Linked DNA regions of Mus musculus: regions 2, 3, 4, 5, 6 and 7 are each linked to region 1. A link is a contact called in public HiChIP or PLAC-seq, Micro-C and promoter capture Hi-C data. All regions are on one chromosome and are shown on one strand. Each heading gives the region's core, a stretch centred on a gene start, on an enhancer-like site or on the middle of the called end of the contact. The rest is flanking DNA. Distances are from core to core; before and after follow the strand shown.

What was found. Hi-C and Micro-C count contacts between places; a contact is called where the count stands out from the background. HiChIP or PLAC-seq counts read pairs in DNA pulled down with a chosen protein or histone mark. Capture Hi-C pulls out chosen DNA fragments and counts their contacts.
Region 2: a contact with region 1 is called in a Micro-C map of embryonic stem cells, with 6 times the contacts expected there. The contact joins the promoter of Shank3 here to the promoter of Zbed4 in region 1. A contact is called at or near these places in 1 of 39 promoter capture datasets (liver) and 1 of 484 Hi-C or Micro-C datasets (embryonic stem cells).
Region 3: a contact with region 1 is called in a promoter capture Hi-C map of liver, with 4 times the contacts expected there. The contact joins the promoter of Arsa here to the promoter of Zbed4 in region 1. A contact is called at or near these places in 2 of 484 Hi-C or Micro-C datasets (CD4 T cells and CD8 T cells), 2 of 115 datasets of contacts at active chromatin or transcription factors (hepatocytes and pancreatic cancer cells) and 2 of 9 other capture datasets (adipose tissue and liver).
Region 4: a contact with region 1 is called in a promoter capture Hi-C map of adipose tissue. The contact joins the promoter of Mapk8ip2 here to the promoter of Zbed4 in region 1. A contact is called at or near these places in 3 of 39 promoter capture datasets (the 3T3-L1 cell line, 3T3-L1-derived adipocytes and pre-B cells) and 1 of 9 other capture datasets (adipose tissue).
Region 5: a contact with region 1 is called in an H3K4me3 HiChIP or PLAC-seq map of bone marrow-derived macrophages, with 5 times the contacts expected there. The contact joins the promoter of Chkb here to the promoter of Zbed4 in region 1. A contact is called at or near these places in 8 of 39 promoter capture datasets (the C10 cell line, cranial neural crest, erythroid cells and 4 more), 1 of 484 Hi-C or Micro-C datasets (B cells), 7 of 115 datasets of contacts at active chromatin or transcription factors (bone marrow-derived macrophages, double positive thymocytes, epiblast stem cells and 3 more) and 3 of 9 other capture datasets (adipose tissue, liver and macrophages).
Region 6: a contact with region 1 is called in a FOXA1 HiChIP or PLAC-seq map of pancreatic cancer cells. The contact joins the promoter of Sco2 here to the promoter of Zbed4 in region 1. A contact is called at or near these places in 8 of 39 promoter capture datasets (the 3T3-L1 cell line, the C10 cell line, cranial neural crest and 3 more), 1 of 15 datasets of contacts at CTCF or cohesin (large pre-B cells), 4 of 115 datasets of contacts at active chromatin or transcription factors (effector CD8 T cells, memory CD8 T cells, pancreatic cancer cells and 1 more) and 1 of 9 other capture datasets (adipose tissue).
Region 7: a promoter capture Hi-C map of liver shows a contact between it and region 1, with 2.6 times the contacts expected there. The contact joins the promoter of Lmf2 here to the promoter of Zbed4 in region 1. A contact is called at or near these places in 2 of 39 promoter capture datasets (the C10 cell line and embryonic stem cells), 6 of 115 datasets of contacts at active chromatin or transcription factors (the SCID.adh cell line, embryonic stem cells, epiblast stem cells and 1 more) and 3 of 9 other capture datasets (adipose tissue, liver and macrophages).

What each region holds. Positions count from the first base shown.
Region 1 is chr15:88,749,754-88,753,430 of GRCm38.p6, forward strand. Zbed4 (zinc finger, BED type containing 4) reads left to right here and starts at 1,958. Exons shown (of 3, transcript NM_181412.3): 1 at 1,958-2,049.
Region 2 is chr15:89,497,518-89,501,194 of GRCm38.p6, forward strand. It overlaps Shank3 (SH3 and multiple ankyrin repeat domains 3), which reads left to right and starts at 2,091. Exons shown (of 22, transcript NM_021423.4): 1 at 2,091-2,402; 2 at 2,698-2,901. The coding sequence starts at 2,115.
Region 3 is chr15:89,475,549-89,479,225 of GRCm38.p6, forward strand. It overlaps Arsa (arylsulfatase A), which reads right to left and starts at 1,876. Exons shown (of 9, transcript NM_009713.4): 1 at 1,602-1,876; 2 at 1-1,107. The coding sequence starts at 174. It overlaps C230037L18Rik (RIKEN cDNA C230037L18 gene), which reads left to right and starts at 704. Exons shown (of 5, transcript NR_077233.1): 1 at 704-737; 2 at 1,711-1,871; 3 at 1,994-2,099; 4 at 2,322-2,461.
Region 4 is chr15:89,451,863-89,455,539 of GRCm38.p6, forward strand. It overlaps Mapk8ip2 (mitogen-activated protein kinase 8 interacting protein 2), which reads left to right and starts at 2,049. Exons shown (of 12, transcript NM_021921.3): 1 at 2,049-2,423; 2 at 3,322-3,427. The coding sequence starts at 2,359.
Region 5 is chr15:89,427,830-89,431,506 of GRCm38.p6, forward strand. Chkb (choline kinase beta) reads right to left here and starts at 2,098. Exons shown (of 11, transcript NM_007692.6): 1 at 1,548-2,098; 2 at 1,220-1,328; 3 at 885-998; 4 at 582-715; 5 at 305-400; 6 at 128-186; 7 at 1-44. The coding sequence starts at 1,771. Gm44502 (predicted readthrough transcript (NMD candidate), 44502) reads right to left here and starts at 2,098. Exons shown (of 27, transcript NR_004843.2): 1 at 1,548-2,098; 2 at 1,220-1,328; 3 at 582-998; 4 at 305-400; 5 at 128-186; 6 at 1-44. C730034F03Rik (a long non-coding RNA gene) reads left to right here and starts at 2,186. Exons shown (of 4, transcript XR_875570.1): 1 at 2,186-2,270.
Region 6 is chr15:89,372,242-89,375,918 of GRCm38.p6, forward strand. Sco2 (SCO2 cytochrome c oxidase assembly protein) reads right to left here and starts at 1,650. Exons shown (of 3, transcript NM_001111288.2): 1 at 1,442-1,650; 2 at 1,182-1,361; 3 at 1-224. The coding sequence starts at 208. It overlaps Ncaph2 (non-SMC condensin II complex, subunit H2), which reads left to right. Exons shown (of 20, transcript NM_001115132.2): 20 at 1-609. It overlaps Tymp (thymidine phosphorylase), which reads right to left. Exons shown (of 11, transcript NM_138302.2): 4 at 3,261-3,359; 5 at 2,755-2,884; 6 at 2,516-2,634; 7 at 2,010-2,172; 8 at 1,691-1,921; 9 at 1,442-1,582; 10 at 1,182-1,361; 11 at 1-224. The coding sequence ends at 1,204.
Region 7 is chr15:89,354,044-89,357,720 of GRCm38.p6, forward strand. It overlaps Lmf2 (lipase maturation factor 2), which reads right to left and starts at 1,616. Exons shown (of 14, transcript NM_178919.4): 1 at 1,313-1,616; 2 at 521-774; 3 at 384-412; 4 at 40-254. The coding sequence starts at 1,406. It overlaps Ncaph2 (non-SMC condensin II complex, subunit H2), which reads left to right and starts at 1,676. Exons shown (of 20, transcript NM_001115132.2): 1 at 1,676-1,900. The coding sequence starts at 1,793.

The DNA.
Region 1 (3,677 bases), core at 708-3,207:
GCTAAGGACTGGTCATTCTGGAGCAGACTGTGAAGACCTTTGTGCCTTCTGCCTGGTTACCTTTGGGGGGAGGGGCTCCTTCGTACCTAGAAACAAGGGACTAGATTTCTGCCCTGGATCATATAGTAGGCAAACCCTTGTCCTGAGGTTTCCTGTCTTCTTGGAAATCGGGTATGAGTACAGATGGACTGCCTGATCTCCCCGTTCTCAGGGACAGTCCCTCTGGAAGGGCTGATGCTCTGCCTGTAGCATCCACCTCTCCATTGCTAGACCTACTGCCTCATTCTAACATAGCAAATAAGAGCCAGGTAGAATTTCAAGTGTTACCATCTTTTGTCTAAGGTGGCGGTTGCCTTTTACACGGTCTCTGTGGACACGCAGTTTCCTAACCCTCCAAAACCCCTCGACATCTTGACACTATTCAAGTTCCAGAAGGGTAAGCCTGCTCCGTGCGCTCCAGGCAAGCACCCTCATTGTCTTCTACTTCCCGTTTTCCTTCTTCCCCTGCACAGCCTGTGCAGGGCTAGGAGCACAGAGGGGCCATCTCCAGGTGAAGAGTTTGTGCAGGTGCTTCTGTATAAACAAATGGAAGCTCGTCAAGACTTTCCGGCTGGGCTGAGACATCCTAAGCTAAAGCTCAAACTCTCTCCTAGCTACTTTACTTGTTCTAGGCGCTACCCCTTAGCTCTATAGCTCAAGAACCCATGTCTCAACAGTTCTCCTGGGGCTTCGGAAATCCTTCATGAAGGCAGATGTTCTCTTTCCTCTGGGGTGTAGGGTACGAGGGGCATAACAAGGAGAGGAAGGTTACTGGGAAAAAACTTCTGTACCCTACGGGAACCTGCTAGCTGAGGACCTCCACCCAGGTCTTTCTGCTGTTCCCCATTGAGTCTCATATGGAGCCACCACCTCCACCACAAACATCAGCTTCCCTGAATGGAAGGCGAAGAAGACAGAAGCCAGGCTCAGGGTTCCACACCAATGATGACTTCCACCAGCAGTGCACTGGCAGCCCAACCACCTTCCCTTGAACTTAAAGACACAGAATCCCAAACCATGTCCATTGACCAGTGATGGTGAATCAGGGTAAGCAAGGTGTGACATCAGCACTCGACGCCTCCCCCGACCGCACCACCACCACCTCAATCACAGAAGGAAACTCCTAAACACGCAGAACAGGAGATGGGCGTAGGACAGAACTCCCGCATAAGAGAACAAGCTGTGGTCTAAAGTGTCATCAGAGAAGGACCTCTGGGATAAATTCCACCTGCAGAAATTACATGGTCCGCACAGGCATCTGAACTGGGGCGTTCAATGTTCAGCTCCTTATTTCTTTTACCCAAACATGGCCCCAGGCCCTGAGCAGCTAGCACCTGCTGTGTCTAGCCTCCACCCAAGGGCTACTGAAAGTGGTTGCGCGCAACGCCCCCGGAGAAGGCGCCCGCCTTGACCACAAGCCCGGAAGCTCCGCGGCCAGCCGTTGAGAGCGCAGGACCACCCTAACGGCCAAGCCCTAAGAAGAAACCACTGAGAACGCGCGCTTCTCAAACGCGCAGCAATTCCAACCAACCGCCGTGGCGACTGCGCCTGCGTAGTCTTCGGACCGAACGCCCGACAGGGCAGGTGCGCCAGACCGCGCTTGCGTAGTTTGACGGAGGAGGCCAGCGACCAGACCTCGTGTGTGTGAGACTGCGCCGGAGTAACCTGACCTCCGGAGATGGGGCGAGGGGAAACTGCGCCTGCGTAGTCTTCGTAGCTCCGCCCCGTTTGCCTAGCCGGGGCCCATCCAGCCGTACTCTAGGCATCCCCCCCCAAGGCGGGGCAGGTGCGCACGGACTGCGCTTGCGCACGACAGCCCCGCCCCGGGCCCCGCCCCCGACCCGCGCGGGGCCCTGGGAGGGGCGCAGCGTCCGGCGGCGTCGCGGGCGGCGGGGCTGGGGCGGCGGGAGGGGCGGCGGGGGCAGACAAAGCGGCTAATGAATGGGCGCGCCCGTCGCGCTGTTCGCAGCCCGCGGGCCCGCGCAGCGCAGCGCGGAGCCGGCGCCTCAGGTGAGTGCGCGCGGGACGCTCCAGTGGCGTCTTCGACGGCCGGCGCCGCGCAGGGGTTGGGGAACCGCGCCATTGTCCGTGCGCGGCGGGCCGGGTGGAGGCTGTGTCCCGAGACTGCGCCCGGCCCGGCCCAGCCCGGCCCGGCCTCTGACAGCTGCGCCTCGCGCCGCGGGCGGGCCCAGGCCGCGGAGGGGAGCGACCGCGGGACGCCCCGTGGGACCTTTCGTCAGGTGCCGGGCTCCCGCCACGTCGTGGCGTCCCCCAAGCCGGTGCCGGTGGGCGCGCGTGTCCAGGAAGGGGCGCAGGCAGGCGGCACGGCGGTGACACGGGTCGGTGTCACGCTTCTTGGTGCCTGCCTAGCTTGAAGCGTGTGCGTCTGGGTCTGACCGCGGAGGCTTAACGAAACTTAACTCAACGCTTTGGCTCCGTAGCGTCTTCACGGTCGCAGTACCTGCCGTCATTTTTTGTTCCTTTTGTCCTTTTTGGTGCGACCCACTCGCTTCTGCCCGGGATGGCTGCGGGTCCTCGCTCTCCGTCTGGAGGTTCTCACGAGGCTCCAGCGCGTCTTTTCAAGTCCCTGCAGCGCCGAGCCTCAGGAGGAGCGGCTGTCGCGGTTCTGGCGTTTGTAAAAAGGGAAGTCATTTGTTTTTGAAGTTAATTAGGATAAGATTAAGTGTAGTTTTTAAAAGGACACTTGTGCCTTCTGGCTTCGTAAAGCCAGTCAGCCAAGGCAAGTACATTCTTGTGACTTGGTAGGAAGAAAGAAATTTTCCCCTTTATATCGTGGTGATAAAAATTAATAAGACCAGGGAAATTTTAGTTTTGAGTTTTTTTTTTTTTTTTTTTTTTTTTAGTACTCTGAATAAACGTAGTTGCAAGGCACGAATTAATTCCATGCTAAGCAGAATTGAGAAGCTACAAGTTTGGCTCTACACCCTGAGGGAGTGGCTTGTGCATGAAGACATTGGTGCATGCTTTCTGTAATCTATATAAACTTTTTTCTATATAAATTTTTATATAGACTTTTTGTGTGGCTTTTATTTTCATGAGAAGATCTAGTTAAAAATTTTTTTGAATCTTTAGGAAGTTTCAAAGTCTCAGTGTGCTGATAGGTTTTCATCAATTTACACAAACCTAGACATATTTTGGAAGAGGGAACTTTTTTTAATCTCTTATTTTTAATGTTCATTGGTGTTTCACCTACAAGTATGTCTCTGAGGGAATGTTGAATCCCCTATAACTAGAGTTACAGTTTCGGTTGTAAGCTGCCTGTGACTGAATGGAATTGAACCCAGGCCCTCTGGAACTGTTCTTAATCATCTCAAGAGGAGCCATCTCTCTAGCCCCAGAAGAGGGACTCCGTTTTTCTTCTTCAAAATAATTTTTGAAAATTATTTACTAATTGGGTGTGCTTTGGTGTTCTGCTTGCATGTCTGTCTGTGTGAGGATGTCAGATCCTCCTGGAACTGAAATTATAGATAGCTGTGAGCTGCTATGTGGGTGCTGGGAGTTGAACCCAAGTACTTTGAAAGAGCGCCAGTGCTCTTAACTGTGGGGCCATCTCTGTAGCCCCAGAAGAGGGATTTTTTTTTTCTAAATAATATATTTTATGTGTGTTGGTATTTTGC
Region 2 (3,677 bases), core at 841-3,340, 750 kb after region 1:
TAAGACCCAGGGCTCTGGGTCCATTCAGGTCAAGGACATGTCTACAGAGTGCCCAAGGCTGGCCAGCTGCCTGATTGAGGACATGGGATTCCTCCACTCCTGTCTTATCACTGGTGATCTCTAGCCATCATTTTCCACCAGCAGGCAGCTAGTTTAGGGGAAAGGGGAGCTGGAAATAAAAGATGGGTGGAGATTTTGATGGGAGGGACTGGGTTTAGCCAGAGGGAGTTGGGGCAGGGGTCAAGGCGGAGAGGAAAGAGGCAAGGGAGGAAGATGTTAGAGACTCCAGGGTCAGGAAGCAGAGTTTCCTCTCTGGGTTGGAACACAGGAAACCCAGCCCCGAGCTTCCCAAGGTGCTTCCTGGAGATAAGGGAGACTCTTTCCTCTCCTGCTCCTCTGACATCCTGCCCTAAGCCCTAGGGTACCCTAAGTTGCACCACTCAGGCACACCTTGGGAGGGGCTTGGAGGTCAGAGCCTACTGGGGCTTCACTTCCCCAAGCACGGAGGGGTCCACCCAGGCTTGAGGGTAGCAGGGAACAGACGTACAGAGGCACTGGAGACTCAGCTCTGCCGGGTAAGCGGGTTTTTTAAGGGAGGTTCTTTAGGGAGAAGGCTCTCCCTCAAGGGGTAGGGATGTGGGAGTGAGCCAGGTGGTCCATGGAGGACAATGCTGTGTGGTTGCGATTGGTCAGAGAGCCCTATATGGAGTCATGAAACATTTTGGGAAAGTGGAGGATCCGTGGGGGAGTGCAGGCTGTTCTGGGGGGGGGCAGTCTAAGCCAATCACTGTTCTGTGTGGGGTGAGGGCATTTCTGAGGTGACCCAGGTGGTCAGGGGGTGGGATCTGGGGAGGCTCTATCGTGTATAGGACCAGGGTAGTCCAGGGTTATTCCTGGGATGCGCAGGAATAGCCAGTTTTGTGGGCGATCCAGGGTTGCTCACGGAGAAGGTAGGAGAGGCTGTGGCTAAGGGGATGCTTTCTGCCACTGGCAGAGTTCCCGGCCAGGCTGCTCCACAAAAGCTGTCCAGTTTGTGCCGCCACCGATGAGTGGCTCTCTGGGGCCTTTAGGGGGTGAGGTGTAAGTCTAGGTATGCGGGAGAGTGCAGTGGAAGGCAGTAGACACTACCGAGTAGGGCAATTCATCCATTCAGGGGCTACACCTTTCTGGGCCTTGGGAGCTAGGCCCCCGTGCGTTGGGCACTTCCGAGGCAGCGCCGGGCTAAGGCTGGCACGCCACGCGGGCGGCGCCTGAGTTGGTTCACTCGCAGCGCTCCCCTCCCCGCCCACTCGTCACCCCCTCCCGCGTTGCCACGACAACGTGTGAAACTAAAATTCAGTTCCCCGCCGCAGGTGGAGACTAGTGGCGCCCCCTCCCCTAAGCCTTTCCTCGTAGGTCGCGCCCCCAGCCTGCTGTCGCTAAGGTGACGGGGAGGGGGCGACCAGCTGCAAGGTTGGGCTACCCAAGGTGCGGGAGGCCCGCAGAGTCCGGACAGACTCCCCAAACTCGGTTGTGGTGGGGGCCGAGAGGAACACCCTGGGCGCGGTTAGAAGGGTTGGTCTGGGGGGAGCTCCCGTGGACTGCAGCTCCGCCCTGCTCGCGCCTGGGGTTTGCAGCCCTCCGACTCCCACCCAGCACCGTGCTCGGGTGACCCCACCACCTCCTTGGGGTCTGGAGTGGGGTCGGCAGACTGGGGAGATTTCCACCCCGGGTCACCAATTTTCCTGCTTGTCTCTCCCTCTCAGTCGGCCTGTGGGTCCTCTTGCCCCGACGCGTTCCCCACCCAGCTCTAGAACCCTCCGTCACCCCAGTACGGTGGTCTGCGACGCTCGCCTGCAGCGGAAGCGCGGCGTGCCATCCCCCCGCTGTGTCAGCCACTCCCCCTCGACAGCCAACCCCCCCCCTCTTCGGCGCGGGCCCCCGGCCCCCGCCCTCTGCACCACACGCCCACGCCGCCCCGACCCCGCGGGGGACCCCAGTTTCCCGGCCCCGGGCTTCCCATCCCCGCCTCCGGCGCGGCCCCCTCCCCGCCTCCGCTCCGCTCCGGGCTCGGGCCCCCTCCCCCCGCCGCCCCCGCCCCCGGGGAAGGCAGGCGCCGCTCGAAGCCGGGGCCGATGCAGCTAAACCGTGCCGCCGTCGCCGCCGCCGCTGCGCCTGCGGAGCCCCCGGAGCCGCTGTCCCCCGCGCTGGCCCCGGCCCCGGCCCCCCCCGGCCCCCTCCCGCGTAGCGCGGTCGGCGGGGCTCTTGCGGGGGGTCAGGGGGGGCCAGGGCGCCGCGCGGAGTCCCCGTGCGCTCCTCTCTCCGCCGGGAACAGTCCGGGCCCGGGCGCTAGCACCGGGATGGACGGCCCCGGGGCCAGCGCCGTGGTCGTGCGCGTCGGCATCCCGGACCTGCAACAAACGGTGAGCCTTTGCGATCTCGCCGTACCCCTGTGTGGCCCGCTAGCGGTGACCCCCGCCGGGCGCGCCCTGCGCCAGGACCCCCGGCCGTGGCCACTCGCCCCTCCCCCGCCGCCTCCGCGGGACCCTCCCCATCGCCGGGGCGGGGCCCTGGAAGCCCAGCCCCGGGGCGGGGCCTCGGCCTCTGCGCGGTGGCGCGGGGTCCCTGCTCTCGCTCCCCAACTAGCCCTCCAAAGCGGGGCCCGGGGCGCGGGGCCCTGCGCCCGCAGGTCCGGGCTCACGACTCGCTCCGCTGCAGAAGTGCCTGCGTCTGGACCCAACCGCGCCCGTGTGGGCCGCCAAGCAGCGTGTGCTCTGCGCCCTCAATCATAGCCTTCAAGACGCGCTCAACTACGGGCTATTCCAGCCTCCCTCCCGGGGTCGCGCCGGCAAGTTCCTGGATGAAGAGCGGCTCTTACAGGACTACCCGCCTAACCTGGACACGCCCCTGCCCTATCTGGAGGTGCTGGGCCGACTGGGGTGGGGGTGGAATGGAGCGCTCAGGGTGTGATCTTTGAGCTCCGTGGCTGGAGCAGTAGAAGGGCAGGCCGGGAGGAGTTGGCGACAGGCGCGGTGGGGGGCTGTGTGCAGCCTGAGCAGTGTGCTGAGAGACCGAGGTGGGTACACCTCGAGTGCAGTGGGCAGGGTGAAGTGCAAGCTGCCTGTGTGGTAAGTGGTGTGTTGCAGCTTAAGCATGGAGAAACAGTGTGAGCGCCGTGTGTAGAGCGCTTGCAGCGAGCAATCTGGACAGCACACAATGAGCACATGCATGCCACACATGCACTGCACTCGGGGCGTGTGTGTGGTGCGAGCGGTTTAAGAGTGAGTGCGTTAGGGGTCATGTGGTGCGAACAGTGTCACTTGTGTGCACATTTGCCTCCTCTTGCCACTCACTCCCATGTCTTCTGAGGTTAGCCCAAAATAATATTAACACCATTTGTGACATATAAAGGTGATTTGAGTGCCATTCCATAGGGACGGAGACCTAGTCTCAATAGGAAGGGCTCGTCCTGTGTGTGTGTGTGTGTGTGTGTGTGTGTATACACCAAGGTCAAAGTTGGTCTGACCCTCATGGAATTTCCACCAGGAATTGGGTTATTTCTACTTGGAGTGGAAGTGTCTAGGAGAAGCTTAGTTTCAGATCTTGGGAGAGCAGTAGAGTTTTCCAGGTCCCAGTGGTGGAAATGAAGCTGACTTGAGCTGTGGGCCCACCAGGCCATTAGTTGGCCAAGTACTTCT
Region 3 (3,677 bases), core at 626-3,125, 730 kb after region 1:
GAACCGTAGTCCACCTTCAGCCAACTGATCCAGGTTAGGGGTGGTAGAACTGGGGTGCCCATAGGAGCCGAGGTCCCCATAGCCCAGGTCATCCGCAAAGATCAGCAGGATGTTAGGTGGGCTGGCAGTGCTCAGGCCTGCAGCCAATGCCAAAAAGAGGGTCCCCAGGGCCATGACAGAGATACAGATGGGCCTGTGTCCTCAGTCCCTTGGTAGGGAAGGCAGAGCGATTCCAGCAGGCTCGTTCCTTGAGCGCCCAGGCCAGCCCCTACCTGAGGCCCCAGTCCCGAGCCCTCCTCCTCCCCTGAGCCGCCAGACCCAAATAATCCTTCTGTCTGTAGGTCCACTCTCTGAAGCTCCAGCGAATCTGTCAGAACTCGGAAGGGGGTGGCCTGGGGTGTAACTCCACAGAGCCCCTAAAGGACCAGGGCTTCATTAACGTCACGAGCGGGGATCTGACCCTGTTCACCCAGAGGTGCCAGCACAGGCTTGGGATCAGGAGCAGAAGTCACTTCACATTGACCCGGGAGGCTCCAGCGCCATGGGACAAGGGCGGTTCGAAATTGAGGAGGAACTGGTGGTAGACAGCGTCGATCTCAGGCAGTCTCGGATACGCCCGCGGTCACGTGACAATTGGCTGACCCAGAAGGGGCGGGCTCTGGGACTGGGCGGTACAGAGTCGGGGCTAGGTGGAGCTGGGACCGGGCGAGGCGGAGCTGGGGAGCCGAGCCAAGCGGGTTTGTGTGCCTATGGGAACCTTCCGGGTGGGGCTGCTGCGGACCTGGGACCGGGGCGGGATAGGGTGAGGCTGGAGATTGCTCGCGTGCTCCCGATCCTTATCTGCGCCGGTTGGGGTGTCCCGTGCTGGGCTTGGTAACCTTACGTTCTTTGCTCCTGCGCGCTAGGCTCAGGACTGCCTAGCAGTGCAGCACTACAGCTATCTGGCTCTCCTGCTGTGTCGCTCTTAAATGCGTGTCTGGAGTTCCTCTGGCGAATGGTGGGCTGTTTGTCTCATTTCCTCTGATGAGATACTTGAGGGATCCTTGTTGAAAAAACATCAGCATCCCCCTTCTGACTGAGCAAAGAGGCAAAAACCATGGAGTCTGACTGCAACAAACCAGGAAGACAAATCTGATTGGCTGCTGGCTTTTTGCTCACAACCACCTTTGGTGAATTTTGTGAAACACAATGTATCAAATTATTTAAAAAAATCCTTTCCCTTCTACACGCGTAACTGGTGTTTAAGGTTGAGTGTGTGTGTGTGTGTGTGTGTGTGTGTGTGTGTGTGTGTATCTGTGGTGTTAGAGCTGGGATGTGTGTCTGTGAGTCTGGTGTTTGAGAAGGGTTGCTGGGTTCCTGTGTGGTATAGCTTAGGGCACATTAGTATTGAACTAATGGGAAGACAACATGACTTGTTTCTAACTCTTCATTTATACATTATTGAATATAACCTTTTTTTCTTATCAGTTTTAACTGTTAAGGGAGACTAACAGATATATCCCTCAGAGGGTGGAAGGGTGGGTTCTTAGTGTACTTTAACATCTAAAGGTCCCTGTGGTAACTGGACTTCCCAGATCTCCCCGCCCCCAAAAGCCCCTGACCTGAGTCACTTTTCCGGAGCAAGTCTCTTCCAGGGTATTTCCTTGCAGGTGGCTGTTCCTAGGGAAGTCATTTGTCCAGATTCTTGGCTTTGATTCCTCTCCAAGACAGAGTGGCACTCTAAGACCTCTGGCGTCAAGATGGTCACGACCTGCGCACCCAGGAAGGAAGACGCTGGAGCCAGGGGGGAGATAAACAGGGTTCTGGAAGGGCCTCCCGACTACAGTAGCGGATCAGACTCAGGATCACCCAGTGGTCTAACACAGGCTCAGGTCAGGAGCAGACAACACGTGACACTGAGTTGAAGGTGCCCTCTGGCAAGCAGAATGAGGGTGGTTCAGAATGACGAGTAAACTGGTCATTGATTTATTGATTTTTTTTTTTTTCACTGAAGCCTGGCTCTCTGGGCATCTGGAATTCTCCCGATGAAATCTGCAAGAAACTGCAGGAGGAAAGTTCGAAACTGCAGAGACCCCAGAGATGGCACAGGAAGGAGCTGGGTCTGACTGAGGCTACTGCACACCTCATGTGAAGTGGGGGGTGGCTGGGGGCGGGGGGGGGGGAGCAATCTTCAGTTAGTGGCTCTCTTAGTGTCACATTCCAGCACGGTTTCTGGACTTGTGCACGGGTGGGGGTTGCCGGTAGTCCTTCTATTTAGAGTCAGGACAGAAAGCTCTTCTGTGGCCCAGAAATCTTTGAAACTGTATTTGGATCTCTCCCAGCTGGTGGCCACTGTGAATTGTAATTTGAAAGGAATCAACCAGAAGCACTTTCTTTCCGTTGCTAGCTGGGGAACTACCCCAGGACCTGCGCATTATTCTCTGGAGAGCCCGAGTGGGGTTGCGATGTTATGCAAATCGAGGTACGTTTCCCCTGGGTTCTTGGGGGACTCAGGTGTGTGTACACGTGAAGGTTGCTTGGGCTCAGCTCTGACCTAGAGCTGTGGAAAACTTGGAAAGAGGTATCTGCCTGCCGCCAGCTCTGTTCAAAGCTGAGCACTGAAGGCCAACCTGTCTTTAGAGATGTGAACTCTCTCCCACCCCCACCCCCCCTTTTTTTTCCCACAGAGCCCCAATTGGAAGTAGCCTGCTAGGGTTGGTTCAGGAAGTGGCTTCAGATGATGCCTGGGGCCTTGCTAATTTTGGACAAACACCCACAGTTGAGAAAGGAGCCTTGCCTTGGGAGGCAGGTCTCTTATTTCTGTACCTTGCTTGCAAAGGGATAGGAGAGGCCTCTGCATGGGGGTAAGATGGGGTGATTGAGTTGCAACAGTGGCCTGAGTAGAGTACTGTGGCTGTTCTTGCATCAGTTTATGTGGGGACCTAGGACGTATCAGGCCTCCACCTTCCCTACCCTACTGCCTCTCATCATGGTTATGTATAGGCGTTGAGATGTACAGTGCTGATCAGGACCAACAGGGTAGTTCTAACAGAAGAGCAAATATCTTAGGCAAAAACAGACCTGATGGAGTCCTACCTGGTTGACCATGTGGGGTTTGGGGGTCTGCTGAAGGCAAGTTTTCAGTTGAGTTATGATCAGGGGCCAGGCTTTGTCATAATCTCTAAAGGAAGGGGAACCCTGAGACACCCCTTCACACATATGCTCAGAGGAAGAAGAGTTACGGTCAGATGACACAACAATAACCTCTGGTCATCAGCTGACCTGTGAATGACATCTTGCTGGGCAGATAACGAGTTTCCACATGCAAGACCTACTATGATTGTAGTTTATAGCATTATAGGAAAATGAAAATAGGGCTAGAGAGATGGCTCAGTGGTTAACAGCACTGACTGCTCTTCCAGAGGTCCTGAGTTCAAATCCCAGCAACCACGTGGTGTCTCACAACTGTCCATAATGAAATCTGATGCCCTTTTCTGATGTGTCTGAAGACAGTTACAGTGTACTTACTTATAATAGTAATAATAATAATAATAATAATAATAATGTCTTTAAAAAAAGAAAAATGAAAATAATTGTAAGCATTTTATTAGGAGTGCTGGTTCTTCTACAACAAAGTTCTTTCCCAGTGCTTTCAAAGAACTAAAGGGCTGGCAAGGTGGCTCAGCCGATAAGAGCAC
Region 4 (3,677 bases), core at 799-3,298, 700 kb after region 1:
CCTGGCTGTCCTGGAACTCATTTTGTAGACCAGGCTAGCCTCGAACTCAGAAATCCGCCTGCCTCTGCCTCCCGGGTGCTGGGATTAAAGGCATGCGCCAACACGCACAGCGGGAAAGTATATTCTTAAGAGGTAATGTTTGTCAGATTCTTTTCACTAATGAAATAGAGATTCATGTAATTAAGACCAGTGAGCCTCAGGCAGAGAAGACATGTTAAATAAATCTACACGAAGATACACTGGATTGAAGCCTCAGAACACCAGCAATGGAGATGTTCTGCGTGCAGCTGAAGAAGACAGGGACTTGTCAGTGTTGCAGTAGCAATGGATGTTGAGGCAAGAGGGAACGTTAACATTAAAACAGTGAAGTTGGGAAACATTGAGCATGATAGATAAGAGGGCTCCAAGCCAATGCCAGCCGGTCAGGAGGCTCTCTCAAAGTCTGCTCCGGTAAGAAAGGTATGCGAGTCACTGCTACCCTCTCATACATCATTTCTCTCTCTCTCTCTCTCTCTGTGTGTGTGTGTGTGTGTGTGTGTGTGTGTGTTCACTCTGCAGCCCTGGCTGGCCTTGAACTCACTATGTAGTCTAAGCTTACAGAGAACCACTTGCTTCTGCTTTCTGCATGCCAGGATTAAAGACAGGAGCCACTATGCCCGACTGTGCATTTAGAAGGATAGATGTTAAGTGATTGTTAATAAATCACTGTGCCCGGGGTTTATGTGTGTCACAGGACCTTTATTCAGATGGAGAAACTGAGTTCTGGTGCATTGAATAATTGCCTCATGTTCGGAACGTTGGTGGCTAAATGAAGATGGGTAACCACTCTTAGATCTTAAGTCTGGAGAATCTGTGCTCTTGGAGCCAACGAGAAACCCCACAGGAGAAGTGGGAGGTAACCCCTCCCGGGGTTGTCTATGCTTTTGGAATCTGGGTGTGATCATTTGATAAGAGAGAGGCTTGTGTGGGGTTATAGTCTGAGATGAGTTCAGGGTTGTACAATTCCAGTGAATTCCGAGAAAGCCTGGAGAAGTCACACTCGTTGGCAATTCAGAAATTAAGAAACTGGTTGAGCAGGGTGTCTCACCTGACTATCTGAGTCCCTTCTGCTCTGTGATTTCCAGCCGTAACACTCTAGTGTCTCTTTCTTCCTTCAAAACTTAATTCCAGTGTGAGGCTCCCTACCCCTTCTTCTCTAGCTTGTCCATCACTACTTTGATCTTCTGCCTCACTTCACAATTGGCTCCATTTCTGCCCTGCCTCTCTACACAGAACTTCTTAGTAAGCCTATGCCTCAACTTGGAGGTTTTCCATACTCAAAACAGAGCCAAGAGCATAGGTGGCCCCAAGAAACAGCTGCTCAGTTGATGAACATAGCCTCAACTTCTAGTGTCCACCACTATCTCTGCCCAGGATCTTCAAGTCTGTACCACACAGAGAAAGTTCAATGTTGGCTTCTGAATGCTGGACTCTGATTCCAGACCTCTTCACATCCTTTGAGACAGAGTCACTGTCCCGGTTCCATTAGCACTGTCAGGATAATAGCTGGAGTCAGCAAATCTTAAGGAGAAGTTTCTTTTGACCTCATCAGCACCCAGTGGAGAACAGCTCCGACGAGCTCTGATCAGCACCCTCGGGTGGACAGCTCCCTCTGCCACCCGTTAGGAAGTCTAGCGGGTTAGTAGGTCTAGCGCGGGTTAGGAGGTCTGGGTGGGTTAGGAGGTCTGGTGGATTAGGAGGTCTGGTGGGTTAGGAGGTCTGGTGGGTTCCTGACCAACTCTGCTTTTCGAATTTGCCGGGGCATGAACGCTGTTCCTAAGTCCTCGCCCATCACCCCTCCACGAGCAGTCCACCTCCCAGGAGCACTGCACACCGCTGTAACCAGAGGCGCGCATTCCCGGGCCGCGTTGGTCCTGGCTCCTGGGTCTACCGCACCCATTTCCCCCGCACCTCTCTCGGCTCCTGCAGAAACCTTTGGTCTACCAGCGTGTCTCTGCTTCCACCTATCCCTTCTCGCCTATTCCACGCTAGGACCACGCAAGCCGCCCGCCAGCTCTCCCGACCAGAATCTCACCACCACCGCTACCACCACCACCTCGCATCCCGCATCCTTTCTCGGCTCGACCCCCATTCCTCCGCCCCCACCTCAGGCCCCGCCCTGCGCCACTCCCTCCCCTCACCCCTGCGGCGCGGCTTGCTGCCGCGGTGTCCTGGCAGGGCGCTGAGGTGTGTCGCCGACGGGTGTCGCAGGGCGTGTCACGAGGTGAGTGGGGAGACAGAGGCCGCGAGCCTGAGCACCAAGGGCGCGCGGTGCTCCTCACCCCTCCCCCTCGCTGCCGGCCGGCGGTTCCAGGGAAGATGGCGGATCGCGCGGAGATGTTTTCTCTCTCCACCTTTCACTCGCTGTCGCCTCCCGGCTGCAGGTACGCATTCGGCGGGTCTCATCTTCACGTAGGTCTCTTCGGCCTGCCACTCCACCCCATCGACTTCAACTACCCAGGCCAGGGCGCCTCCTTGGTTTGCAGGCCTCTGACTGATGCTCCCATCCCCCACCCTGGGCTCCGGGTCCTTCGGTGTTTGCTCCTTGTCGCGCAGACCCAATGGCAACCCCCCCCCTTTCCCACCCCCACACAGAGATACACATTCACTTTTCTTGTTGGGATACCGAACCGCACCCAGCCAGGACCGATGACCTAGCAAGGGTGCGGTCTCTCGATTGACCCTTTGAGGGATTTTAGGCAGGGTGTTCAGCACCTAGTCTGTTCCTGCCAGTGTCCTTTTGGCCTTGTTATGCCTCCTTCCATAAAGGCTAGGGCCTTGCCCCTAGCCCTCTTCCCTCCCAACCCCCCCTCCCCCCAGGACGGCAGAGAGTGAAATCAAGCTTGAAGCTCTGGGGGTGAGATGGGGAAGTTGGGATTGGAGGGGCTGGATGTTTGGATGTAGGCCTGTTTCTGTGTAGGAGTGGATGGGGAACAGCTGGACCCCTCCCTCTCCTGTTGTCGCAGCTCCCCCCCCTCCCCCCCCCCCCCCCCGTTGGTTCAAGGTATCTCCCCTGAGGCTGAAGCTGTGACCCACAGGGGCTGGGAGCTGAGCTGAAAAGGAGTGGGAGGGGTTTGTGGAGGGATGCCTCCTCTGGGCTCATTCCCTGTGGTGGAGGAGGGGACCCAGGGGAGAGCAGTGCCTGGGGTCAAAAAACGACACGGCTTTAGCATGGGAGCTGGGGGCCCTGGGAGCTGGACCTTTCCCACCAATGTCCTCAGGATCAGCTCTCAGGCCAGGAGCCTAGGTCAGGTGGCCTTCTGACCCTGGCCTCCTCTTCAGGCCTCCCCAGGACATAAGCCTGGAAGAATTTGATGATGAAGACCTGTCTGAGATCACGGACGACTGTGGCCTGGGCCTTAGCTACGACTCGGACCACTGTGAGAAGGTGGGGAAAGGGGCTGGGTGTGTAGGGTCTGAGTATGGAGGAGGTTCACACAGGCTCAGCCTCCCTAGCATGCTTGTGGGTTTAGGGAGTCTTGAGTTCAGCTGCTGTGCAAAAAATCCTCTGCTCTTGCTGATGGCCCCTTGGTGCCAGTCTTCTTTCCTAACACGCCGTAGGCCCTTCAGAGGCTCTTATTTGGCAGATCTACCCAGCATAGTGCCACAAGAGGAGGTGTGCCTGGGTGCTCCTTCTT
Region 5 (3,677 bases), core at 848-3,347, 680 kb after region 1:
GAGGTTATCATCACTGTCTGGCTCTGAAAGCAACAAGATGTTTCCTAGGGGAATGGGGATTTTGGTCACTTCAGGGCATGCTGCCCTCTTTCGGCGTGGGCTCAAAGACTCACATACATTCTCCTACCTTCCTGGATGTCATTGTGGCAGAAGACCACTGGTGACGGGGTATCGTCTAGTAACTTCCTGTAGAGGTAGAGAGGCGTAGGCTATAAGGCCTTGTGACTAGCCCTCAACAAATCCTGGAGAGGACACTGATAAATGCCAGTGCCACCCACCCGCCCACTATGTCATCCGCCTTCACCTGAGGCTGTTCATCTCGTCCTTGAGGCTGTACATCTCTACCAGGTTCATCTGGGGAAGGCTGGTGGAAGGCAAGTCCTGGATCTGCTTCAGGTACCTGGAAGCCGCCCAAACGGGAAACATTCTGTCTATCTCTCCCCACCCCCTTCTATCGACTCTTCAGGCCAAATTGTCCTGTCACTGGGCTTTGGCTGGGAAACAGAGTCCATGATACTGGGGTATCTATCCACTCAACTAGAGGTTCAGTTTTAGATGCACGGATCCCAAACTGGACTCACCGCTCCATGGTCCCAAACAACCATCGGGGCTCCTTAGTGAAGGGCATCTCCATACCATGGAAACGGGCCATCCTCGTTGCAATGGCTCCCGACAACACTGGGTCCCGGAGCTCTTGAGTTTTCAACGGCCGGCTCTGTACCCAGTAACCTATCAGGGTGGTGAGGGGGCTGGGGCGGGAGGGGGAAGGGATACGGGATGGGAGGAGATCAAGGTCTTAGGGAAATTTCCCTACCTGGGATGTGAAGGCAGACTTTGGGAAGGGTAAAGACTTGGGGTAAAAACAACAAAAACTGGGCTCTTACTGGGAGGTACTGTTCCAAGCGGCCCTCTGGAAACACTCCGTAAAGCTGGGGCCCTAGAGACCGCTCTGCGAGAATGGCGAACATCACGCTTTCTAATACCAAGGAGTCTACACCCTGATAAAAGATGTATGGCAAAGGGGCTCATGTCAGAAAAAGCCAGAGGTACGTGGGTACTGGCCCAAATCGGCTTCATCTACAATAGCTTGGACTTCTGCTCTTACTGACTGAGAATTCTTGAGCTTCAGCATATTCAGCTACACAAATAAGACACCACTTTCTGCACCACTTGCTCCAGATGTCCGAACTCCCAAGTTACGATCCTTCTTTTCCCTCACCTGCAGGATGGCCCCGTAGAGTCGTAGCAGCACCTCCCGGGGCTCCCCGCCCACACTGGGTACGTGGTTCGGTAGTGAGCATCGGAAGAGCAGGTTGCTGAGGCCTCCGCTGCAGATCCACACAGGTCAGGCTCAGCAAGGGTCGTCCCCCCGATTGGTGGGACCCACTCTAGACACCCTTCCCGAGAGGACCTCCCAAGTCCCGAAGGGGGACCCCGCCCCCCAGCACAGCAGGCTGCAGACCTGCCCCCACCCCCCACCCCCCCGCGTAGCACTGACGGCGACCGAACTGGGAGTGTCCCCAGGGTCCCCAGGGCTGACCCCTGACCTCACGGGACAAACGCTCAGCTCCTCCGGCCGCGCTCGGCGCCAGGCCCCGCCCAGGTACTCCCGGCACCACTGATAGGCTCGGCGCTGCGCGTCACGGGACAGCGAGGAAGCGCGCCGCCGATTGGGGATTGGCTCTGGGCACTTAGCATCCTGCAAACCGTCCTTGGGCAGGCCGCCGCCGACAGCCCCTCCTCCGACTACCCCTGTCCCGTCTGCCGCCATGACGTGGGCTCCGTTAGGTTTAACGCCTGCCGGTGCTCAGCGAGCCTCAGGTGAGGTTGGCTCCTTCCGGGTAGGCTCGGTTCCGCTTCCCGGAAGCCGCAGAGTCTCTGGGCGTCCTCGGCTCTTCGCGACTGCCTTCGGCTTTCTTGGTGGCTCCAGTCCTGGGACCGTTTCCAAGCCAGATGCGATTCTCAGGGCTGCGGCGCTCAAAGGCAAAGAGGGACGGCAGCTTTCCCTGAGTGGGGCGCGCTCGGGCCACGCCCGATCCGCCTATCAGTCTCTGCAAAAACAAGTTACTGCGTGGACTGTGTCCGGAACCAAGGAAGTGACGTAGGCCAATCCCGAGCGCCGTGGGCGGTTGGACAGTAGCTCCGCAAAGCTTACGAGCCAGGCTCTGGCCAATGAATGGACGATGGTAGTTTGCGGCTCCTTTATAACAGCTGCTGTGTGAGACACTCTACTAGGGAGTAGATTAGCCGAGCCTGTGGTGACAGTTGGGGTAAGTGAATGGAAGAATGAAAACGTAGGTTCTAACGATTCCCCTTTCCACAAGGCAGCAGGTGTATATGTGATGCTGGAAGGCGTAATAAGAATCAGTCCGGCGTGTCCAGCGCTGCATAGACCGCATGAGCGCCATTAATGTGACCCAACACAATAACTTAAAGTATTTTTCTTTCTCGAGAGAGTGTGTCTCTCTCCTGTTAAATATCGGGAAGAGGGAGACGTTAATGGTCAGCTTAGAAAGGAAGCTTACACAATCCATAATTCATCTGAAGGATGAGGTTTATTAGAATGAAAGGGCCTCAAAGCTACGAGTTTCGGTGTAGGGGAGGGAGAATTGAACATGAGACCTTAGAGTTAAGAAAAGACTTTCCTTTAAAGTCTAGGGATGGGGCTGAAGAGGTGGCTAAGCGGTTAAGAGCACTGATCCCTCTTCCAGAGGTCCTGAGTTCAATTCCCGCCAACCATGTGGTGGCTCACAACAGTCTGTATGTAATGGGATCCGATGCCCTCTTCTGGTGTGTCTGAAAATAGCCACAGTGTACTCATACACATAAAAAATAAATAATTCTTTTTTAGAAAGCCTAGGGAGTGGGGGCTGGCGAGATGGCTCAGTGGTTAAGAGCACTGACTGTTCTTCCGAAGGTCCTGAGTTCAAATCCCAGCAACCACATGATGGCTCACAACCACCCGTAATGAGATCTGACGCCCTCTTCTGGTGCGTCTGAAGACAGCTACAGTGTACTTACATATAATAAATAAATCTTAAAAAAAAAAAAAGGGAAGAGAGTTCATTGTGCGGGTGCGGGGTGTGTGTGTGTGTGTGTGTGTGTGTGTGTGTGTATAAGAACGCGGGGGAAGCATTCAGGAAACTGAAATCGGTGGTTAATTACCTGTGAATCTGAGGACAGTCTAGTCTATATACTGGGTTCCAGGCCAGCCAGGCTACATAGTGAGAGAAGAAAGGTGGTAAGAGAATTAATGGGGTGGCAGCAGAGGAGCCAATCAGAGAGCAGCCTTAAGAGCAATCTGTGAAGCAGACAGCTGAGGTGTTTCCAGACCGATCTCCTAAAAAAAAAAGAGAGAGAGAAAATTGACTTCAAAACAAAATTTTTTAGAATTGTCAAAACCATGAGCAGTTTTCCTACATGGCCCACTGAGAGCTGGAGAGAGGCATCCCCTGCTCCAGGCTGTGGGAGCTGGCTTAAAGATGTAGGCTATCTCCCCTTTAATCCCAGCACTGGAGAAGCAGAGGAGTACAGGGTCAGGACACAGACAGATAAACGTGCAGGTGGGTATTTTAACTTCCTTAATACTTTGGACCGTGAACTTTGTGGAGAATGAACTTTGTAGGTGGTAACATTGTTTTATGTTGCAATGTTAAAACTCTGGACCAGCCTGGAAA
Region 6 (3,677 bases), core at 400-2,899, 620 kb after region 1:
CAGCCCTCGCGGCCAGCCAGGCCCAGCCTAGCCCAGCCCCAAACAGGGCTGTGATCAGCAGTCTAGTTCTTAGCCCAGGGCCTTGGCGCTGGCCCTGCCCTGCCCAGTGTCGGGAATTTCTATGCAGAGTTTCACCTCCTGAGATCCTGAGGAGGGGTTTGAACTGAGAGAGCTTGGGCCAAGCTTTGGGCCCTAGAGCCAGTAGCATCGTGGACCTGAAGCTCCTGGAAAAGAACAAAGGTGGCAAAAGTCAGAAAAGAATGGACAAGATGTCTAGGCCTCCGCTGCTGGACAAGCATCTGCCCCACATTCAAGCAGGTTATCTAGCTGCCTGCACCGGCTCGTCTCAACTCAGAACTGCTCTGCCGTAAGCTGCATGCAGTCCAGGCAACACCAAAAGTCCATAGCTGGTTTGCTCTAACCTACGTCTTTAACCAGGGAGTCTCAGCCTCATGACCCCAACCTCTGGAGAACCCACGCCACAACTGCCAAGCCTCCCTGTGGATTCTTGGAAGCACCGCGAATATGCTTTGCCTGGGCACTGGGATGCATGTGTCTATTTACAATAAATTGTTCTTTATAGGGAGGCTGTTGATCCTCTGGCTGACCACCTTTAAGAGGTGATCCTTTCTAGCTTTAGGGTCACTTCAGGGTAATCTGGGGCTCAGCAGAAAACAAGTGCCTCCAGCTTGTTTTCTGTAATGTAACACAGCTCAGCCCACTGTGCCTTGAACTGTCTGACCTTCACCTTCCTGGGCAGGCAGACTCCTCTGCACTTAACTGGATGCCGTACCCTGCCCCTCTGCAGTCCCTCAGCCCTGCCATCTCCCTTCATCCTCCCCCCCCCCCCTCTCCCCAGGGAAGGTTGTTACAACTAGCATTTAGAGCCACTGGCATCCAGCCTACTGGGCTCCCCCAGTATGTTGCCCCCGTGTGGCTACAACCTGGATCTCTTATGAGATGGAGGATACGTCCAGGGCACCATCAGCCCTGAGCTAGGACCAGTCCGAGAAGATGGGACTGGCAAATATTCCCAATATGTCCATTTTCTGGGCCTCAGAAGGTCTCTAGCTCATGTGATAAGCTAGATGAAGCAGTAGCAGCAGAGTATGAGGCCACATGTTAACAGCGTCCTCACCCAGTCCCACCCCTTGGGGGAGGACTTGCCCAACTGAACTCACCTGGCTGAGCTGGGTTCGAGACTTAGGGCTGTGCGATGGTCGGTGGGAGGACAAGTTCAGCGAAGGGTGAAGGGACCTTGAAGGGTGCTCGATCTGATAGCACGAGCGCCCCCTGGAGAGTGCGTCGCTGCTGACTGCTGAGCGCAGGGCCGTCTAGGTGCACGCGGAGCCAGGGTGTCCCTGCGCGAGCGACAGAGGCGGTTACCTAGGTCACAGCGGGCGACCGGAAGGGTTGTTTATGGATTCCAGACAGCGCTTACCTCGGGACAAACACTGGCCCACGTCGACCAGTACCTCGGCACCCACTCCCGGTCTGATCGGCTGCCCCGCTCGGCTGCGTCCGGCTCCGAGGTCGTGCAGCACACGGGCCAGCGGCAGCGCTCGGACGCACTCAACAATGCCTAAGGGAGAGGGTGGACACTGAGAACCTACTGGAGGCACGTGCCAGGACCAGGAAAGATCGGGAGAGGAAGTGGGTGGGATCTGGTGCCGTTGATATCCGGTCTCACCGTCTGCCGGTGCGAGCAGCTCCTCTTGCTCTCGGGCGTGAGGCAGCAGCTGCCGGCGTTGCGTGGGGCTCCCGGAGCACAATGCTTTAGCTAGGCCGGGGTCCACGCCCTGCGCCGAAAGCATCAGCTGGAAGCGGCGCCGCGCGGAGCCGTCATCCAACGCCGCGGCCACTCGGGCGGCGCCTTGGTCTTGTGTTTCCGCCTGTCCGCTAATCCAAAGAATGGCGCCTCCTGCTGGCGGGCGGGGTGGAGCTCAGAAGCTGCAGGGATTGAGAGCTCCTGGCATACAAACTGGTGGTCTTAACTCCAGCCCTCTCACCTAGCCTAATGACCAGGTCCCGCAGATCCGGCGGCCCCGCACCATCCAGGCAAAGCAACGCTTCTTCCACCTCCAGGGTATGGCCCACGCTGCGGCCCAGAGGGTTATCCATGGCGGTCAGGGCTGCGGCGACCTTCAGCCCCAGGCTCACTCCCACTCTAACCTGGGGAGGCATTATTCAGTATCCGGCATTATCAAATCCCATACCTGCTGTCCCTGGGTTAAGGTGTCAGTAAAGGCTTAGGTTAGAGATCAGAAACCAACACTGCCAGGCCTCAGAGGGGATGGGGGTGTTCTGGTTGGTTGCCCTAAGTGGCGGGGGTTCTGTGGAGGATTTCCCCAGGTCCGCAGTCAGGACAGCTTTGATTGGATAGGGTAGGAGGGCTGGAAAGAGGAATTGCCGTTTTATTCTTCCAGGACTGTTGAGTGGGCAGAGGCAGGGATAGGACGGAATGTGAGGCTCATGTCCCTTCATAGAAAGGGCACTGTGGCCTAGCACGGCTCACCAACATCTTTGCCAGTTCTCGGGCCTTCTCCTGGTCTGGGAAGACTGCAGCTCCCCCAAACTTAACATCTACCACCAGAGTGGACAGTCCCTCCACGGCCTTCTTACTGAGGATTGAAGCTGCGAAGACCAGAAACATCATCCCAGGGTATACTTGGGCACAGGAAGAGTTGCCTCTCTGAGAAAAGCGGCAGTGCCTAGCGGACTGTCTGTCAGTCAGGGTACCCCGTTTCAGGTCACCTGTAATGAGTGGGACACTGTCCACAGTGGCTGTCACATCTCGTGCAGCATACAGGATCCCATCAGCAGGAACCAGCTTTGCACTCTGGCCGACAATGCAGCAGCCGACTTCCTCAAGGATGTGCAGCATCTGCTCAGACACCTTCATTAACTTCTAGGGACGGACCCACCCACTGGCCCTGACCACTGACCCAACAGAAGTTCAAAACATGGCCAGCGAGAGTCAGTATGGTTCTGATGGCTAACCTACCAAGGATCCCGATTAGTTATGACAGACACATTAATGCGTACCAGCTAATCAGTGGCTTCTCCCTGTTCCCAAGTAACGATCCCGATCAAAGTTCTCTCGATGACTCCAGGCCTATTTACAACCAATGACCTTTTGAATAGTCAATGTTCTCTCTCATTAGTGACCCAGATAAATAACCTGTCCATTGATCATCCTGTGATTCGGGCCAGTGACTCCCTCAACCCAGATCATTGATCAGTTAGTGGCCCACCTGTACCTGCTCTGGGCTCTGGGTGACACCGAACCCAGGAATCGATTCCAGCTTATCCAGTGTGCCCCCTGTGTGTCCCAGACTGCGGCCGCTGATCATTGGCACCTGGTGGAGAGGGATGCTGACTGCCCCCACGCAGGCCCTTAACCTCATTTTACCTATCCTCTACTAAGAACCTATCCTATCCTCATATGAAATTACTTTTAAAAAAGCAGTTATATTTTAGAGTCTTTTTTTTTTTTTTTTTTTTTTTTTTTGGTTTTTCGAGACAGGGTTTCTCTGTGTAGGTCTGGCTGTCCTGGAACTCACTTTGTAGACCAGGCTGGCCTAGAACTCAGAAATCCGCCTGCCTCTGCCTCCCAAGTGCTAGGATTAAAGGCGTGCGCCACCACGCCCGGCTATTTTAGAGTCTTTTAAACAGTT
Region 7 (3,677 bases), core at 366-2,865, 600 kb after region 1:
GCCTCTAGACCATCCCAGCTTCAGGCCCCGGGCCCTCACCAGTGAGTCCCCACCACGTAGGGCAGCGGCTGGTCAACTTGACCACACCAGAGGCGAACATGAGTCGAAACAGCAGCCAGCGCACGAGCCAGAATGGGAGGTCTTCATGGGGTAAGGCTCCTGCTAATCTACCCTGGAGAATCTTGTGTTTGGAAGGCCCCCTCAGCGGGGCTACCAGTATAGCTAGGAAGCCAGTCTCCAGCAGCAGGGAATCCCTATAGGGAGGGAAATATCCTAAATTTCCTATTTAGGTTGCTTAATAGGAACCTCCCAGGGTCCTCCCAGGAGAGGCAAACAACCCTGCCCAGTGGCCTCAGGCAGATTGGGCCCCCGGAATCACTCACCACTGGAAATAAAGGAACACTTGGCCCACCTGTAGGGAGAGAAGTGGTCAGGGAGCCACTGTGTGTCTGCTGCATCAGGTGAGGCAGAGAGAGAGGGTGGGTTAGATGAAGGCTGAAGTTTTAAGTGTCTCACTTGCCTGGTAGGCTGATCGGTATGCAACCCAGAGCAGCAGGTAGACGAAGGGGTGTCTCAGAGAGTTCAGGAGCAGGGCGCCCAGGGCTAGCACGGTGCCCAATAAGGTCAGTAAATCCAGACCTTGGGCAGTATCCAGCCCCAGTCTTGGTGCCTCCCACAGCAGCGTTGGTGTTTCCCACAGCTGCTGCCACAGGCCCTTGCCTTGGGGCCGCAGTGTTCTTCGAGCAGGAAGGATGCCCTCTGGGCCATAGAGGCCTGTGGGAGGGTATGTCAGGGCCAAGTCTTAGACATCTTCCCAGTCTAACATGCACATGAACTTAGGCCCCGGAGATGCTCCACCACCAGCTCCTGGCATGCAGATGTCCCAAACCCCCAACTCCAGGTTGTGCTTGCAGATGTTCCCATCCCAGGCAGGGCTTGCTCTGTCTACCAGATGGTCTCTCTCTCTCACGTTGGAAATTGTTGACCCCCAACACCAGGTTCAGAAGACCTGATTCTGGGTCAGCACCTTCTGTCAATTAGAGCGCATCCCTCTCTTACCTGCCCACAGAGTCCAGGTAGAAATCTGCCACCCACTCCCCTCGGGGTTTTTCCCTAAGCCTAGATGAGACTACTAATAGTTAAGGGAAATCGACCCTTGTGCTTCTTTTTCCTCCACTTTTGTTGCCCGCAAACTACCACCCCTTAATCCCGCGCAGAGAGAGGCCTGGACTTTACACCCGCCTCAGAGGGCAGTGAAGGAAGGGATGCTACCACGTCCACGTGTGACGATTCAACCCCTCCGCGCCCTCACCTGGGATCTGGGTGTAGAGGGACGCAAAGGCGAACAAGTAGACAGCGGCCACACCCTGTAGGAAAAGCTGCTGTGGGACCCGGGAGCTCGCCATGTCCGCTACGCGGTCTTGCCGAAGTAGTGCCCTCTAGTCTCCTAGCTGCCCCCAGCCCGGCCTCTGGCCCACGCCGCAGCCGGAATCCGTCAGTCCGGTCGGGTCACTGAGCTCCACCCAGTGCCAAAGAACTCACCGCTAACCACCTAGAAACTTAGTCTCCTCCGCTCCTCCAGGCCCCCCCCCTAGACACGGAGCCCCGCCCCCGGTGTAGGCCCCGCCCCCGTCGGGCCCGCTTCTTTACTTCTTCGAAACTGGGCCCGCCTGACGTCATACGTGTGCGCGCAGTGCCCTGGCTACGTACTTCCGGGGCGGGAGCACCAAAATGGCGCCAGAACCAGTAGCGGGTTGAGCCATGGTTCCGGGCTTCTAGTCCCGTTCTAGACATGGAGGATGTGGAGGTGCGCTTTGCTCACCTCTTGCAGCCCATCCGGGATCTCACTAAGAACTGGGAGGTGGACGTGGCGGCACAGCTGGGCGAGTATCTGGAGGAGGTGAGGGCGGCGGGGGAATGGCATCGGCCTGGGCGCTCAGGCTGCATTGCCACCCCCCGCCTCCGGGTCTGTAGCCGTCTGGTGTGTCATCCGCAGTCTTGTTTCTTTCCTCACCCCCCTTCAAAATCCAGCCTGCCTCTCGAAACTTTCAGCTAGATTCTCCCGGAGCTGTCCTTTTCAGGCCTCTGTCGGTTAGCGAGCTGTGAAGTCGATTTGGTTGGATGATAATCATTTTTCTCCAACAAGTACATTATTTCCGTTTTCTTTGGGGGAATACAATACATTAAGAAGCAAACTTTTTGTTTTCCCCTTTTGGGGGCGGATTTAACCTGGGGCTTTGGACAGGTTTGGCAGGCACTCTACCACCGAGCTTTTTTTTGGAACCTGTTTTTCTTCTTGAGCCAGGCGCCAAGGCAGGTCTTAAACCCGAAGTCTTCTGTCCCAGTCTCCCGATTATTTGCAACTACCAATCAACCCTACCATACCAGGACTCTTACAGTAATGGAGAGAGATCTGGTTCCCGAAGGAAAAGGGATTTTGTATCTTAGACCTCAAGCCCCGCCCACACGATCTTCCCGCAGTGCGACGCACCCATACCCCAGGCTCTTAATTTGAACCAGTTTTGTCCAGAAGGATCCGCCCCCTCCCCCATCCTGTTGGTGGCCCAGCCCCTCGCCGTAATCTAGCCTATCAGCATTCCATTCCTCCGTTTTGTTTTTTTTTAAGTTCAGGTCTATTCAGTCACTGTCTGCTCCGTTTCTGCACGTTCACACTTTGGCTCAACACAATCGGATCCCACTACTGAATAGTTACAGGTCTCAACTCGAACTGTAGTGGTCTTCGTATTTAAAAATAAAAGAGACGCTCGAAGTGCCCTGTTGGGGAGATTTCTCGGTCTGACAGCTTCCTTTTTGAAACAGTGCTCTTAGGATTTCTATTTGACTGCTTCTGTTTTCTTTCTTAAGTGTCGAGCTTCTTGGGGTGGAGTCTTCTTTCCCTTAAAAATAGAAAATCTTACTTGTGTGATTTTTTTTTTTTTTAAATACAAGTTTTCAACTCCATGTGGTGGGATACACCCATACCGATCTTCCTTGTGAGCTGTCCCAGATTTGTTTGTTCTAGCCACTCCCTTGGCATGTGCTGGGATGTTACTCGAGCTCTTGGATGTTATTTAAAGTGGAGCTTTTGGGTTGTGGTTCAAATTCTAGTCCTCTATTTTGGTAGTGTTTCACTGTTTAACTAAAGGTGAAAATTAAGAGATGTGATAAGGCCTCATGTCTCACACCAAGTTTACCAATGAATTGTGTCAGTTATATTGCAAGAATATACTTCCTTCCCCACTATATCTGGTCTAGGTGTATTAAACCTAGATATTTAAAACCTTCTCATCCAGGCTCTTAGATTGGACACCATCCAGTCTGAAGAATTAAAACTGGAGACAGGGATGGGGGCGCAGGGACCTGGAAAGCTGCCTCATCAATTCAGAGCACTGACTATTCTTTCAGAGGACCCAGGTTCAGTTCTAAGCACCCACAGGACAGATCGCAGCTGTCTGTAATCCCAGTTCCTGGGGATCCAGTGCCTTCATCAGGCCTCCACTGGCACCAAACATACAGGTGGTACACAGATATGGATACAGGCAAAACACCTACATCATTTTTTGTTTTTAGAAAATTTAAATCAGGGCTAGAGAGATGACTGGATAAGAGCACTTGCTGCTCTCGTAGAGGACCTGGGTTCAGTTCTCAGAACCAAAAAAAAAAAAAAAAAAAAAAGT